Regions from separate parts of the Zea mays genome. Here region 2 is linked to region 1. Evidence: chromatin contacts called from public Hi-C data. All regions are on one chromosome and are shown on one strand. Each heading gives the region's core, a stretch centred on a gene start, on an enhancer-like site or on the middle of the called end of the contact. The rest is flanking DNA. Distances are from core to core; before and after follow the strand shown.

The links. A called contact is a pair of places that touch in the nucleus more often than the background predicts.
Region 2: a Hi-C map of tassel shows a contact between it and region 1, with 2.4 times the contacts expected there. The contact joins the promoter of LOC100277983 here to the promoter of LOC103632812 in region 1. A contact is called at or near these places in 2 of 25 Hi-C or Micro-C datasets (leaf and tassel).

What each region holds. Positions count from the first base shown.
Region 1 is chr7:126,604,848-126,612,018 of Zm-B73-REFERENCE-NAM-5.0, forward strand. It overlaps LOC103632812 (probable polygalacturonase), which reads left to right and starts at 4,137. Exons shown (of 5, transcript XM_008654546.4): 1 at 4,137-5,041; 2 at 6,039-6,159; 3 at 6,513-6,761; 4 at 6,986-7,139. The coding sequence starts at 4,541.
Region 2 is chr7:126,756,672-126,763,842 of Zm-B73-REFERENCE-NAM-5.0, forward strand. It overlaps LOC100277983, which reads right to left and starts at 4,036. Exons shown (of 2, transcript XM_020541165.2): 1 at 3,677-4,036; 2 at 3,232-3,589. The coding sequence starts at 3,841. The coding sequence ends at 3,425. LOC103632816 reads left to right here and starts at 3,634. Exons shown (of 10, transcript NM_001346529.1): 1 at 3,634-4,214; 2 at 4,311-4,402; 3 at 4,520-4,622; 4 at 4,722-4,984; 5 at 5,238-5,369; 6 at 5,471-5,587; 7 at 6,118-6,270; 8 at 6,852-7,069; 9 at 7,155-7,171. The coding sequence starts at 4,004.

The sequences.
Region 1 (7,171 bases), core at 2,887-5,386:
AAATTCCCTCAAAACCATCCGCTACCGAATTACCTTGCTCTACATCAGGCAAGGCTGGTGGCTCAATAAGCAAGTGCTCAACATCTTCAATGCTGACAAACCAATTTACATCTGTCGCATTGTGCTCAACATCTCCATTCCTGTCGGGACTCTCCATTCCAGTACCTGCCTGAGAGTGATAGATTAAACGGAGCTCGATCTACATGTTTTTTGAAAAAAAAAATGTTTGTAACTATCTGCATCAAGAGGAAAAAAATTGCACCGATATAGTCATGTGAATAAGTTTGATTGTTATGCATATTCACAACATATGTTTTTACATTTTTGCTTGGATACGCAATTTGATTCTTGGGCTCAACCTGAACCTTCGAACCCATTCACAACATATGTTTTTACATTCTCATCCTAAAACTCATTCATTTTAAAAACCACAGTACCAGCAGTTGCAACAGTTTCAGATAAAAACAGCAGCAACACCACTCTGATCCTGAGTTGCTTTATTCCAAGAGTAAACTTCACAACGGGTAGTATATCCACTTTAATGAATCAGACAAAAATCATGAGCACGAACTGCAATTGGGATTTGGGGAGCACATAAATAGGGTACAGTAACCGCCCCTTGCAATTGGGATGTTATCAACTAATAGCATCAGCAGACGGCACAGACTGGAATCCCTGGCTCTGAATCCCTGCTCGAATCGAAAGCAAAAAGCGATAAGAGGGCCGAACCTGCGCGAATGTCTGTGCCAGCACCTGCGCGAAGCTGTACCCGAAGAATGTCGCGGTGGTAGTCTGCCGCCGCCGCTACTGCACGGGCGCCTGCTCGGCAGCGGTGGGGAGCGCTCAGCGGTGGCGAGCGCTCGTCAGGGCGCCTGCACGGGCGCGCTCGGGGGAGAGGAGCGCTGGGGTAGAGGATCCGTTGAAACAAACGGATTGCCGTAACACTTGGGGTTAATCTCACTCAGATACTACAATTCCGAATTTCAGAGGGTTATAATACTAAAATTTCAATTGCGTGGTTCGGGATACCGATTTTCTGAAGCCCAGTGTTGGGGATATCACGGTTCCAAAAAGCTCGTCGTCGAGGGAGGGGCGTGAGAGATGATTCGGGCGTCCATGGTCGTTAGATGTGAATGAGTGAGTGAGTGAGAAAAAAAGAGGGTAAAGAGATCTAGATGGTTCAATGTGATGGAGGAGGATTCTTGTGTGTACAAAACGGGGTGTACGAAGAAAACATATCTCAACAGGAGTCATTTGCTGGATGGATCTACATTAATTTGAACTGGTGCTTTATATAGTGTTATAGATTAAGCTAGAAAATATGATGGTTTTATGTGTTTACTATTGTTTAGAGTGCCAAGTAAACAAAATAGTGATGTGACATTGGAATTAATGGAGAGAGAGAAGAGAATCACCTTTTTAGATTAAAAACTATCTCTACATATGAATCAAGACATAAAAAGATACATAGATAGATAATAAAGAAAAAAATATATGCATTTGGACAAAGATTATTTTAAAAAATTACCCAGCGAAATTATATTTTTTAATGTGCAGTACCTGTACAATTTAATAAACATAGAAACTGCATTAGTTTCTAGTATCAGGATATTGCTGTCTAGCATTCGTACTGCATTTATCAGTCAACCAGAAACGGAGAACATGACGAGTAACAACTAATCAACTATGCGCATTTGATCGGCCCGCCTACTCGGGAGGCACATATGATTATTCAGGTTGAAGCCCATACGCAGATTGAGGGGTTGAGCATGTAACTGACAGCCCAGTTCAAGATCCGGCCCAGTTAAGGGGCACAACGTGCGTGTAACGGTGTAAGCGACCTTTACGGTTCGTTTTTTATGGGCCTAATCCCGCGCATGTACGGGTAACTCTGGACTCAGGCTGTGCTGCCTCAGTTTTTATTTACATTTACCATCGCCTTTATTACTACTATCCAGCAGCCACCGCAACGGTGGAGAGCGAGGCATCAATAAAAACGTCGGCGGATTCACCACGGCGGGCGATCTTCACATGGGAACGCCGCGCCGGTGCTGGAGACGAGGTAGCATTGTGCAGAGAGCCTCCTAGCCATCTCGCAGGTCAACACAGAGAGCGGTACAGTGTCCCCGTGGATTTGAGCGTTGGATCCAATGTGTGTTTCCCAGTTCCATCAGTCTCAGAACTGATATTACTCTACACCACTACTGCTCCCCCCCCCCCCCCCCCCCCCCGCTGTTCTCCGTTTTCAGGACTCATGAAAGCGTGGATTACACGCGTTACATATACATTGTCGGCAATCAAAGAGAATATTACACTCAAGAGTCCTAACTGTAGGAGGTGAAGGCGTGAAGCCCAAAAGACTAAACTCGTGAGATCTGTTTAGATTTTTGGGTTGTTTCTACCTTCTGAAAGCTAAAAGGCCAACTAAAAAGAGCTTTTTTAAAAGCAGCTAATTTTGCATAATACACTTTTAAAAACGTCTTAGACAACTTTCTCTTTTTCGAAACGACGAAACAAAGTTTTTTTTATAGTTGTTTGAAAAGAGATAAACATAAGAGGTACAGTTTGCGAGTTATTTAATATCATAATACCATCATCGTTCGCCTTCGCCAGTTTGGTACTCCGAACCCATGTAACACCAAATTAGTACTTCCAACACGCGAACGCCGTTATTATGGCATGACCACGGCTCTGATTGCTTTCGAGGTGTCTGTTTTCCAAACCTACCCCCCGTCGTCTCCTGCCCAGTGCAAGCCTGTCTCTCTTTCTCCTCGCACAACCTTTCTTTCTCCATTCTCCATCACCTTCGTACGCGCAGTACCTTTCGCCATCAATGGTCGATCCATCCCTTACCCGTTGGCTGTAGCTTCCCGCACATGTTTTGTTTATCCATTCTCTCGCATTTGCTGTTGGCTGCTCGATCAGTGGCTCCAGTCCTCCACGCTCTTGCCTCTCGGTGCCGGCGGCGGACAGCAGCCGACCAGCGAGCTTGCGGAGCTAGCGCGCGATGGCGGCGAGCTAGCGACGCGACTCCACCTCTATGGCACGCCCTCGCCAAGACGCTATCAGAGAAGACGATGTGGACGCTGGCCATGGACGCCTGGTGGGATAACCTTATTTAATTATCATATTAGTACTAACTAACTAATTATAAAAAAAGAGTGATGATGAATCAACTTATTCTATTTCATAAACTAAATAAAAAAGTAAATAGCGAGAAGATTATTCTATTCCATAAACTAAACAAATAAACTAAAAAATAAGTAGCGAGAAGATTATTCTATTACATAAACTAAACAAATAAATAAAAAAAGTAATTAGTGAGAAGATTATTCTATTCCGTGAACTAAAAAAAAGTAGTGAGAAGATAGTGGATTAGCTTATTCTCAAACCAAATGCCATATAAATTTAACTGATGAATCTCAGGGTTCTGATTCTGAACTGAAGAGCTCAAGAGACATTTGACTTGTTTGTTTCAGATTTTTTCAGCTGCTAACCACCAGAAGCTATCGCAGGCTGACAAACACCTAACTTTTCAGCCTGTTTATATAATAATCGCTTTAGTCAAAATCGTTCAAAATTAAACGTAAATATAGAATCGGCGAAGTCGTTACGATATAGAAAATCATCACTTTTACATTCTAAATATTATAGACTCTTTTATCTTCCTCCGCACGTAATCTCCACGATATTCAGACACCAAAAATAAATTCTTATAAAAGCTAACCAGAAAAAGTTGAACCAAGCAAAACCCGACATTGCGTGATTGTGTCATTCATGAGCAAATTACGCCGTCCGCAGGCAGCAGCAATGCGCACCAGGCGACACGAAGATCAATTGCAGTTGCAGAGCCTCCGAGTCCGTGCCAACTCTGCAGAAACGACACGGGCACCACTGATGGAATTTGAGCCAAAGCGCGCTCTGCATCCGGATAATCAGAAAGAGAGTCCCTGATTAATGGAGCCATGTTGTGCTCGTGGATGGCCTGGCCCTCCGACAGGACGAACCTCTCGATCGTCGTCATCGGAGCACCAACGATCATGGACCTGGACCAAACACCGAACCCTGGGCACCGCGCACGCCACTAGGACGAGTCAAAACCGTTGCGCGTGGGAATCCTCCATCGGCTGCACCAGCGGAGCCCACAGACCACAGTCACCGAGCGCCAAGAAGAACGCTCTGCCCGGCCCGCCGTGGCGAGTCCATCCAACGGCCCCGAGAAGCTGAACTGACCGGCCACCGCCCAGGGTCAGCTCGGTCATTCCGCCGCCGCTGTCGTGGTCGTGGTTCCGCGCCAACTCAACTCCACGGCCGCGGCGCTAGCATCCACTCACCATCGTCACTCGCCGCCGCTGGCACCACCCTCCACGCCCCGTCCGCACTTTTTAAAACTACGACCCAGCTGCCGAATCAACCGCCTCCCCCGGCGAGCGCCTCCTTCCTCTCTCCCATGGGCCCCCGCGCCCGAGCCGGGACCGCTTCGCCCACCGGCCGGTGCGCGCGCCATAGATAGATTCCACAAGCTTCGCGACCAGATCCGATGCTGGAGGCCACCGCCGCCGCCTCCTCCCCCCGCGCCGCGGCCGCGGCAGTCGCCGCCGGGGCGGCCGCCGCCGCGGTCGTTTCCTCCCCGCGGCGGGGTGGAGGCTCCGCGCACAACCACCGGCGGTGGGCCCCGGCCCCGTTCAGGGCTTGCCTGCTCGCGCTCTGGTTGCTGGGCTTCGCGCTCGTCTTCCTGTGGCAGAGCACCTCCGTGGGCCGCGTGCGGCTCTACACGCGCCCGCCGATGCCGAAGCGCGCCGTGGCGTCGTTGGGGCACTGGGCGGCCTCCCCGCCCGTCTACGATCTGAGGGAGTTCGGGGCGGTCGGGGACGGGCGGACGGTTAACACGGCCGCGTTCGAGTCTGCCATCGCGGCGATCGCCGAGAGGGGCGGGGGCAGGCTCACCGTGCCAGCCGGGCGGTGGCTCACCGCGCCGTTCAACCTCACCAGCCACATGACTCTCTTCCTCGCTGCTGGCGCTGAGATCCTAGGGATTCAGGTGAGACATTAGCTGCTATTTGCATCAGCTTTGTTTGGCTAAAGACGCTGCTCTCGGGTCTTTAGTCAATCTGGATTCGTTTGTGCAAGTATCTACTCTGGGCAAGTGAGAAGCTGAAAAAATTCCTGCTATTGTAGTATTCAATCATATTAAGTCATGAACATTCATAAGTTTTGCATGAAACGATGAGTTCATCATCAATCCAGGGAGTAATGCAAATACTAGGCAGTTTAATAATATGTATCAATAATTACCAGTATTGCTGAGCAGGACAGGCAAATGCCCTTTACACAAATAGTTTTTTTTTAAAATTGTATCAGAAATTCCTGCTAAGTTTATCACAAAAAAAACTGTCTAGGAGTACCATTTTCAACTACACTGCAAGATTTGTGGAAGAATGAAATTTGATTGAGCAAGGACTTACTTGAACACTGAAGTCATCAGCATGTCAAAGTTAGTTTGATAGGTTCCAAGGATCGTAGTAGTTAGTCCCAACATAATGTTTTGTTGTTTTAGGTCAGTTCAGAATTGGTTTCAAATAAATTTGGTCACTGCCTTATGCAATAGTCTGGTTCAAGTTAAGCTGTTTTCATGTTTTATGTACCAACAAGTTGTTTTGTACACTTCATTTCATTTGTTTTTGCTTTATTTGTCATGGACCAAATGAAGAAGAAAAAATCCGCATGTACATGACGTCATTCAATTAATAAAATAAGTATAGAGTCGACCTATTTACTTACAAGTGGTGATTGGCCTGGCCAGTAAACTATATACTTTTTTTTTTGTTTTTCTTACTGTATTTGGTTACCTTTTACTCCAACAGAGAAAGAGAAATTACACCGATTCTTCTTTTTTGTTTTTATAAATTTCTCTCAACCTTAGGCAATGCACTTCAAGAGTTTCTTACATGTTATTTTACTGGTACCTTTTTCAGTTCGGTGTACTTATTTACAATTGAGTTAACATTGGCGACTTCTTTATGTTACTTATATTCAAGGATGAAAGATATTGGCCCTTGATGTCTCCATTACCATCATACGGCTATGGAAGAGAGCACAAGGGACCTCGATATGGGAGCCTTATACACGGCCAAGACCTGAAGCATGTGACTATAACAGGTAGTTTGTGTCTTTTTGTTCTTATTCATATGGAATATGCCAAATTGATTCCATCTTGTATACATTTTGGACCGTACAAAGGCATAGGAAGCGCTGAAAGCTTTTGAAATTAAATTTGATACTTATTTCATGGGATCACTTAATCTCTAGTTGTACTCGAATTAAGTGGATTAATTTGACCTTGAGCAATACATTCATGGTAGTGTGGATTTATTCCACTGAGGATATGCTAAATATAACTAAAATATCATCATTTGTAGGTAACGAATGTTGGCGTTATTGCTTGTTTATCTTCTGCAGTCTCATTTTCATGAAATTGTAATAATATTTCAGTGGGCTCCTCTGCAAAATAGGTCATAATGGTACTATAAATGGACAAGGTCAAAGTTGGTGGGTAAAATTTCGGAGAAAGCTCCTTAATCACACAAGGGGTCCTCTGGTGCAGCTCATGCGGTCAAGTAACATTATCATTTCTAATATCACTCTTCGTGATTCTCCCTTCTGGACTCTTCACACGTACGACTGCAAGAATGTTACTATCTCAGAAACCACCATCTTGGCTCCAATTGCTGGAGCTCCAAATACTGATGGGATAGATCCAGGTTACTCCTAATGCTTGCAAAGTTTTCTGATTATTGAACTTTATTCATTTCACTTATAGCTGCATCCTGTAGATTGTATTGCAATCTAGACTCCACTAAAAATTTCAGCAACAATAGGGGCCCAAGAAACCTGCACTGCATGTCCATGTTCTCTTGAAGCCTCTTTTTTTTAAAAGTTTATGCTTCATTAATCAATCTGTTTGTTATTCTTGATGTATATGCAGATTCTTGTGAAAATGTGGTGATAAAAAACTGCTACATTTCTGTTGGTGATGATGGGATAGCCATAAAGAGTGGTTGGGACCAATATGGAATTGCTTATGGCCGTCCATCAGCTAATATTACTATCCAGAATGTCGTAATCCGCTCTATGGTCAGGTAAGATATTAGGTCGCTTGCTTATTCTGTAT
Region 2 (7,171 bases), core at 2,786-5,285, 150 kb after region 1:
AGATAATGACAACTTAACTACTGTGGACTACATGCACACACTACACACATAAAGTGAGAGAATGACAACTTAACTATTATGGACTATGGGTACACATAACATAACTTACACTACACTACATGCACACATAATGTACTAGAATGACAACTCGACTATTATGGACTACACACACCTATAACATGAGAAAAATAACAACTTGAGTGTTGTGGACGCATTCATGTACACATAACATGAGGAAATAACAACTTAACTATCGTGGATGTATTCATGTGCACATATAATGTTATTTATGTATACATAGCATGAGGGAATGACAACTTCAATATTGTGAACACATTCATGCAGAGAATAATAACTTAACTATTGTGGATGCATTTGTGCGCACATATAACATGAGAGAATGACAACTTGACTTTTGTGAACACATAACATGCATTCATGTACACATAACATGAGCGAATATGGGGGAATAACAACTTGACTATTGTGGATGGATTAATGTACATCTAACATGAGGGAATGGCAACTTCAGTACTGTGGACGCATTCGTGCAAGCACATAGCATGCATTCATGTACATATAACATAAGAGAATGACAACTTCACTATTGTAAATGCATCATGCATAGAATGACAACTAAACTATTGATAATGACAACTTAACTATTGTGGATGCATTGATGCAGACACATAAGTATAATGATAAATTAACTATTATAAGTGTATTAATGCTCACACATAACATGAGGGTGAACTTGTGAACAATTATAACCTAAACATTGTAGATGCATTTGTGCGCACGCATAACATGAGGGAATGAACTTGTGAACACACAATGTCCATTCACATACACATAACATGAAGGAGTATTAACATTCCACTAGTGTGAATGCATTCGTGCAGGGAATGACAACCTAACTATTGCAGATGCATTCGTGCCACACATAACATGAGTGAATGACATCTTAATTATTGTTTATGTGCTATTCTGAATATATAATGTGACTATTATAGATGTGCTATTGTGAATACATAACATGCATTTATGTACACATGAATATGAGGCTATTGTGGATATATAAATGGAATGAAAACTTAACTATTGTAGATGCACTATTGTGAATACATGGAAAATGAACTGAGGTCCATTGATAATTGAGTTTTGATGTTTGATAATCAATATAACTATTTGTATTAATTTTATTTGCTAGTATCTTTTATTATAGTTTAAAGGATGTAAACTAGACTTGGATAAAGACTAAGAATAATCCAAAAGATCAAAACCTCAAGGAAGACAGGAAATGACTCATTGAAGACTTATAAGGTCATGCAAAAGTCCAATACATAAGATGGAACCAACTCAGACAAAGAGATCATGGAAAACTAAAGCAAGGGTTTGAAGGGAATCAGACTAAGGCGTTGGACCATCCCGAAAGATGTGTTAGACCATATGATTTAAAACCTAGCATGTGGCAATGAACAGAAGCGACTCGAAGCAGCCAAGGCATCGAACAATACAGTCACACTATTCATCTCACAGAGGCGTTAGACCATAACTGTTCATAGATCATCATAATATTGGAGCAGACTGACAATCACACAGAAAGGTTCTAGAGAGAGAAATTGGGTGTGGGACTGGCCCGACAATAGTGTTGGACCATGCATCGTAGAGCGCTGCACCAATGGTCGAAAATGGCTAGCTCTAAAACATTATTCACACAGTAACCATTGAGAGGCGTCAGACCATGCATAATGGTTCCATGGTGCACCCGTCAGACGGTCCAATGGTGTGAAGTGAGACCTACTACTCTTGCTACAACTAGTTCACTCATTAGATTAGTTATGCCATTTTATATAGCGCTTAATCTATGTCACATGTCTACACCTTGGTGCTTGCGCCAATCATTTTATTAAGAGACAACCGTGCATTGCTCTAGTGTTAGAAGTGAGGAATAGATATATCTACCCCTTTTGTGCTTGCGCACACTATTGTATTAATAACCACCATGTACCCAGGGAAACGAGTGAACACATAACGTGCATTGTCGTACACATGAAGTGTGAAACTTGCCTAGAGCAGCACTCAGACCTAGGTCACGGGTCTCCGTCGAGCATATTGGACGCTTCTTGTTTCTTTTTCAAAATCTCCATTGATGTTATTACCATGTTAATTTAATGTGCTCCTAATCAACCAAAACATTTAACTCCCATCATTTATCACTCATACTGTGCTGCAAACAATGTATTAGTTTACGTTGTTTGGTTCAGCTTTTGGAAAGTACTAGTGCCATAAAATTAGAACGCTAGCCAAGCGGGTAAAATCTAAAACTATTTTTTGTAGGAAGCAACTAGTATTATATAATATATTTTTACGACACTTTGGACTTTTTTTTGTCTTTCACCACTTACTCCAAATGGATGGAAATGGAGAGGTGTTTTGAGAGTCATGGAAGATAACGAGATAAAATATGTTTTATAGTTATTTTAACCAAATAACTTACACATTTTTATGGCTTGTAATAGTTGTTTTATAATCACAATAGTTATTTTCTCATAATTCACAACTAAACCAAATAAAACAGCTACACATCTTCTAGGCCACTTACTTTTAAAGAACATTCCTCAAATCAAATATCACCCAACCTTTCTCGAAGATGAATCATTGTTGTTGTGTCAATCTCAAAACAATTGATACTAACAATTTTGTTCTCAATTTTAAATTACAGTCCAGTCAGATTTTGTCTCAAGTCAACCTTCTATAACTTTAATCACATTTTTATAAGAATGTATTCATAGCTACAAATCCAAAAAAGTCCCATGTCAAAAACACATTATATAAACAATTTAACAAAGCAAAAATTGATTATTTAATTGTTGGTAGATATTTATGAATTTAATTAAAGTTAAATAAATTTTAGAGTTTTAAAACAAAGCTAAAGAAAACCATAATTTAGACTCTGTTTGGTTCTAGAGACTAATATTTAGTCCCTATTTTAGTCCCGTTTAGTCTTTTTTTCCAAACGGAAGGGTTAAAGTAGGGACTAATTGTCTTTAGTCTCTTAAAGGGTGAGACTAAAACAAACTTATTCCTCTATCTGTGACCTTTATTTATTGTTCTCTCTGTGACATTTTAAGTATATATAAAAGGGTATATCAGTCTTTCTTTGTTCTGAACCTATTTAGTTCCTAGAACCAAATAGTCATTAGTTCTAGGATCAATAGAAACCAAACATGACCTTAAACACAGACCGCGGAATAGTGAATACCGAGATTAAATCGATTAGTACATCTCAATTCTCAATACGCTGATATATCACCTCTAACCTCACTGGAAAGGGACACTCGCAAAAAAGTCCAACTTGTACATCACATCAACATCTACGCGCTTGCTTATCCAACAAGAGCAACCGATGTGCAGATTATTTCTAACAATAAAACACACTGCCTACTCCAGTAAACAACCACGGATTAGCGCACCTACTATCGCCATCACATATCATCACATGTGTCCACACACCACACCAATAATGCCCAGACTGAACATTCGTCTCCACCGCTGTTCTTTCATCCGTCTGATCTACTGCTCCGCCCTGCAGTAGCGAAAACACAAACACCAATACAAAAAAGGAAAAGAAAAGGCAACCAAGCGAACCAGACCCTCCCAACGGTCACCTCACCTCGCCCGCCGCGCCGTGTAGCCAGATCGCCTTCAGGTTCCACGACCTGACCACAACCCCTCGGCGCTCATCGTCATCCACCGCCGCCCGCGAGGTCCCCCTCCAGCCTTCACTGGGCGAAGGAGAAGGAGAAGGTGAAGGGAAACTCCGCGCGATTGCCGCCATTAACTCCCTCCCCCCACCCTTCTCGCAAGCGCCACCGGATCCGGTCCCTCCCCACCCGCCCTTTCTCCCCACCTCACGGAACCCCGCCCGCCCTTTTAATAGTTTCGCCCCACATGCGTGGCGCGAGTGCCGCCGCCTTCCGACGCAGCAGCCGCGGCCGGGATGTCGCGTATCCGTAGCGGGGTGGAGGTGGTCGCCAGTAGGGGGTGCGCGCGGATGGTGATCCCCGGGATGCATCACAACCCCTCATCCGCCGCATCCGTCTCCTCCTCCGCGGCATCGCGCGCGGCCCCCGCCGCCGGTTCCGGGCCGGCGGCGCATGCCGATGGGCCCTTCGCAGGCCTCGTCATCTGCGTCACTGGGCTGTCCAAAGGTGCGCGGTTTAGCTGCTTGTGATTTTGCCGACGAAGGTTGCCTGTTTGATGGTTTTTTTTTGGTATTCTCGGCCTGGTTACTTGCTTGGTTGCAGAGGCGAGAGTTCAGGTGAAGGAGGCGACGGAGCGGCTCGGGGGCGAGTACAGCGGGAGCTTGCACCCCAAGTGCACGCACCTCGTGGTTCAGATATCCTTTGCGCGACACGATCGTCGCGTGCTGTTAAAATTATTCTCTGCCCACTAGGGTACTAGTATTTGCTTCCCCAATCCGGCTTGGATGCTGTGGCTCCTTAACCTGCAGCACAGCTTTGCCGGACGCAAGTTCGAGCATGCACTGAAGCATGGTCCGAGGAATGGGCTATTCCTCGTTACGCTGGGTTGGTTTGTGGACTGCGTGAGGAGGAACAGTGAGTTCAAGCCCCATGAATCAACTTGTGACCTTCAATTTTGGCTGAAGTTACTGATGGTCTAGTGCATCATTGTATCCTGTTATGTTTTGACTGTAGTGAGGTTGGATGAATCCTTGTATGCCATCAAGAGCATTGGGGAGAATGGTGTGCCGCCCGGGGAGTTCAGCCGCCTTGTTGGAGTTCCTGTTAACGAGAAGTCTTGCCTTCCACCGTTGATATTTCAGGACAAGGCATGCTCAGATATGACCCAGAAGCATTCGCTCCAGACTCCTGGGAACGGTGGTGGTCATGATGGGTTGGTTTTTATGAATGACACAATCTACATTGACCCTGGGATATCTGATGAGATGAGGAAAAAGGTATGGTCCAACTAATTTCTTCCCACTTTTTCTGTGAAGCTTGTTCAATTAATCGAAGCAGCCAAACTGTAACTTTTAGGCAGGAAAAGAGTAATTTATATTATTTTTTATGGAATGTTGCATTTGCAACACCATTTGGATTGATGAATCTGTTAATACTTCATGCAAACAAATTGCTAATCAACTCAAGTCATGCAATGACTTCTCTGAATTTCTTTGGCTTATGAGGATTACCAAACCCCCTTCGTTGCAGATTTCTGACGCTGTTACTAGAGAAGGTGGAAAGTTGCTGGAGCACTGGTTTATTGGTTGCCCTACAACTTATATTGTCTGTGAGGATGTTTGCGTTAAGAGATATGTAGGCCACTCAGAAAACATTGTTACTGTAAGCAATAGTGCATTACCGTTCTTGCATTTGTAACTTGTTAGGTGCTAAAGTTACCAGAGTTTGCTTTGTCTTAACCTTTTCTCCTTCCAATTTATCAGCCGCTTTGGATCTTGAAAACAGTGAAGGAAAAAAACTTGCAGCGTCTTGTCCATTTGTCTTCCGACCTAGCTAGGCATGTTGCCATGGTTCTGGAAAATGTTCAGACATCTGAAGAGGTAAGTTACTATGTTGTACAATTGTACTCTTGAGCAAATTATCCAAAAATGCCTTTTGTGCCCTCACCAGCTAGAAAAAATCATGACCAACAAGGAGTTTTCATTTATATGCTTGTTTTATTATGACATTTCACCTCATCCTCTTTGTATTGGATCTGAGAAATACCGAATTTATTTCTGCCGTATTACATGATCAAACCCTTTGTTACCTATTTTCATAATGGATAGTATGGAGTACATAGTAGAGTTGTTTGAAAACAGGCACCTACCCTTCTGCGACATGTTTAGTGAGAAGGGACAAGATACTGCAGTATTGTGGTCCATGTAGAAGAGCAGTAATGGACCTGACATTGTTTTCTTATTTTGCATGATGAACAACATCATTTTTTCTTCAATGAATTCCGTGATGTATTGATCCTATGTTTTCACAATCCGTTGCATTTGAAATTGTATGCTTTGTTTATTGTTTGCGGTAAGTTTCTATTGCTTGATTACAACTGAAGTGACATAAGATCCTCTGTTTGTTTTAGAATAGGAAACTTGGAAGTGTACCTTCTATAAACACAAGCTCATGTGGTCGTCCATCAACCAAAGAGGAGATCAATGAAGTCCATCAAGCGAAGCAAAAGTTTGTTGAAGGAGCAAAGAAAGAAGTCCGAGACCGCCGTGCCCGTCGTATGCAGGTAAACGTTATGTTTACAAGTTGCAGATTTCGTTGGCATGCACCCACAAAACTGATATGTAAATAAGACAAAATTATCAGTCATCGATATTATTAATATGGTTTAGTCATTTATATCATGGTTATAACGAGGCATTGAATTTTTTTCATACTTAATTAGTCCTTGTTTCTCTTTTTTTTGTGTGTGAATTAATCTGCGTATGGGTTTCTTCTTTGTGTGCATTGCTATAAATCTGCATGTGGGGTCTTCTCACCAGCTGCACAGGCAGTTTAGTGGTCAGTATGGCTGTTAAAGTTGATTTATCACCCAGAAAAGATCATAGACCCAGAAAAGATTATAGGCACTATACAGTGAAGGCTGAGTTTCTGGTTCTTTGATAAAATACAGCACATTTATTTAGCTTCCCAGGCAGTTTAGTGGTCAGTATGACTGTTAAAGTTAAGTTAATTTATCACCCAGAAAAGATCATAGTACAGTGAACGTTGAGCTCCTTGTTCTTTGATAAAATACAGCACATTTATTTAGCTATTCTCTATTTCATTTCCTCAAATGAAAATGACCAACTTTTGGCTTGAAGCCAGTCATGTGAAGTAACCATTCATCCAATCACACCGGCCACACTTCTGGATTCAATCTGCTGGACAATCTCTGAGCCAACTTCATCTGCGTCAATTTATATGGACTCTTCGTGGTCCGATGATGCCAATGAGCAGCAAAGCACCACTTACTTTGATGCAAATGGGGACGTGAGGGATCCAGATCAACCTAATGACAATTTTTCCCGTCCACTGAAAGAAAGGTGACACACTGATCCTTAGTTGGAATTGAAATTGATCAAGCCTCGTCCGATCTGCTATTTTAGTTGCTTTCATTTGTTCTTGCAGTGAGCGAAGTGAGCTGA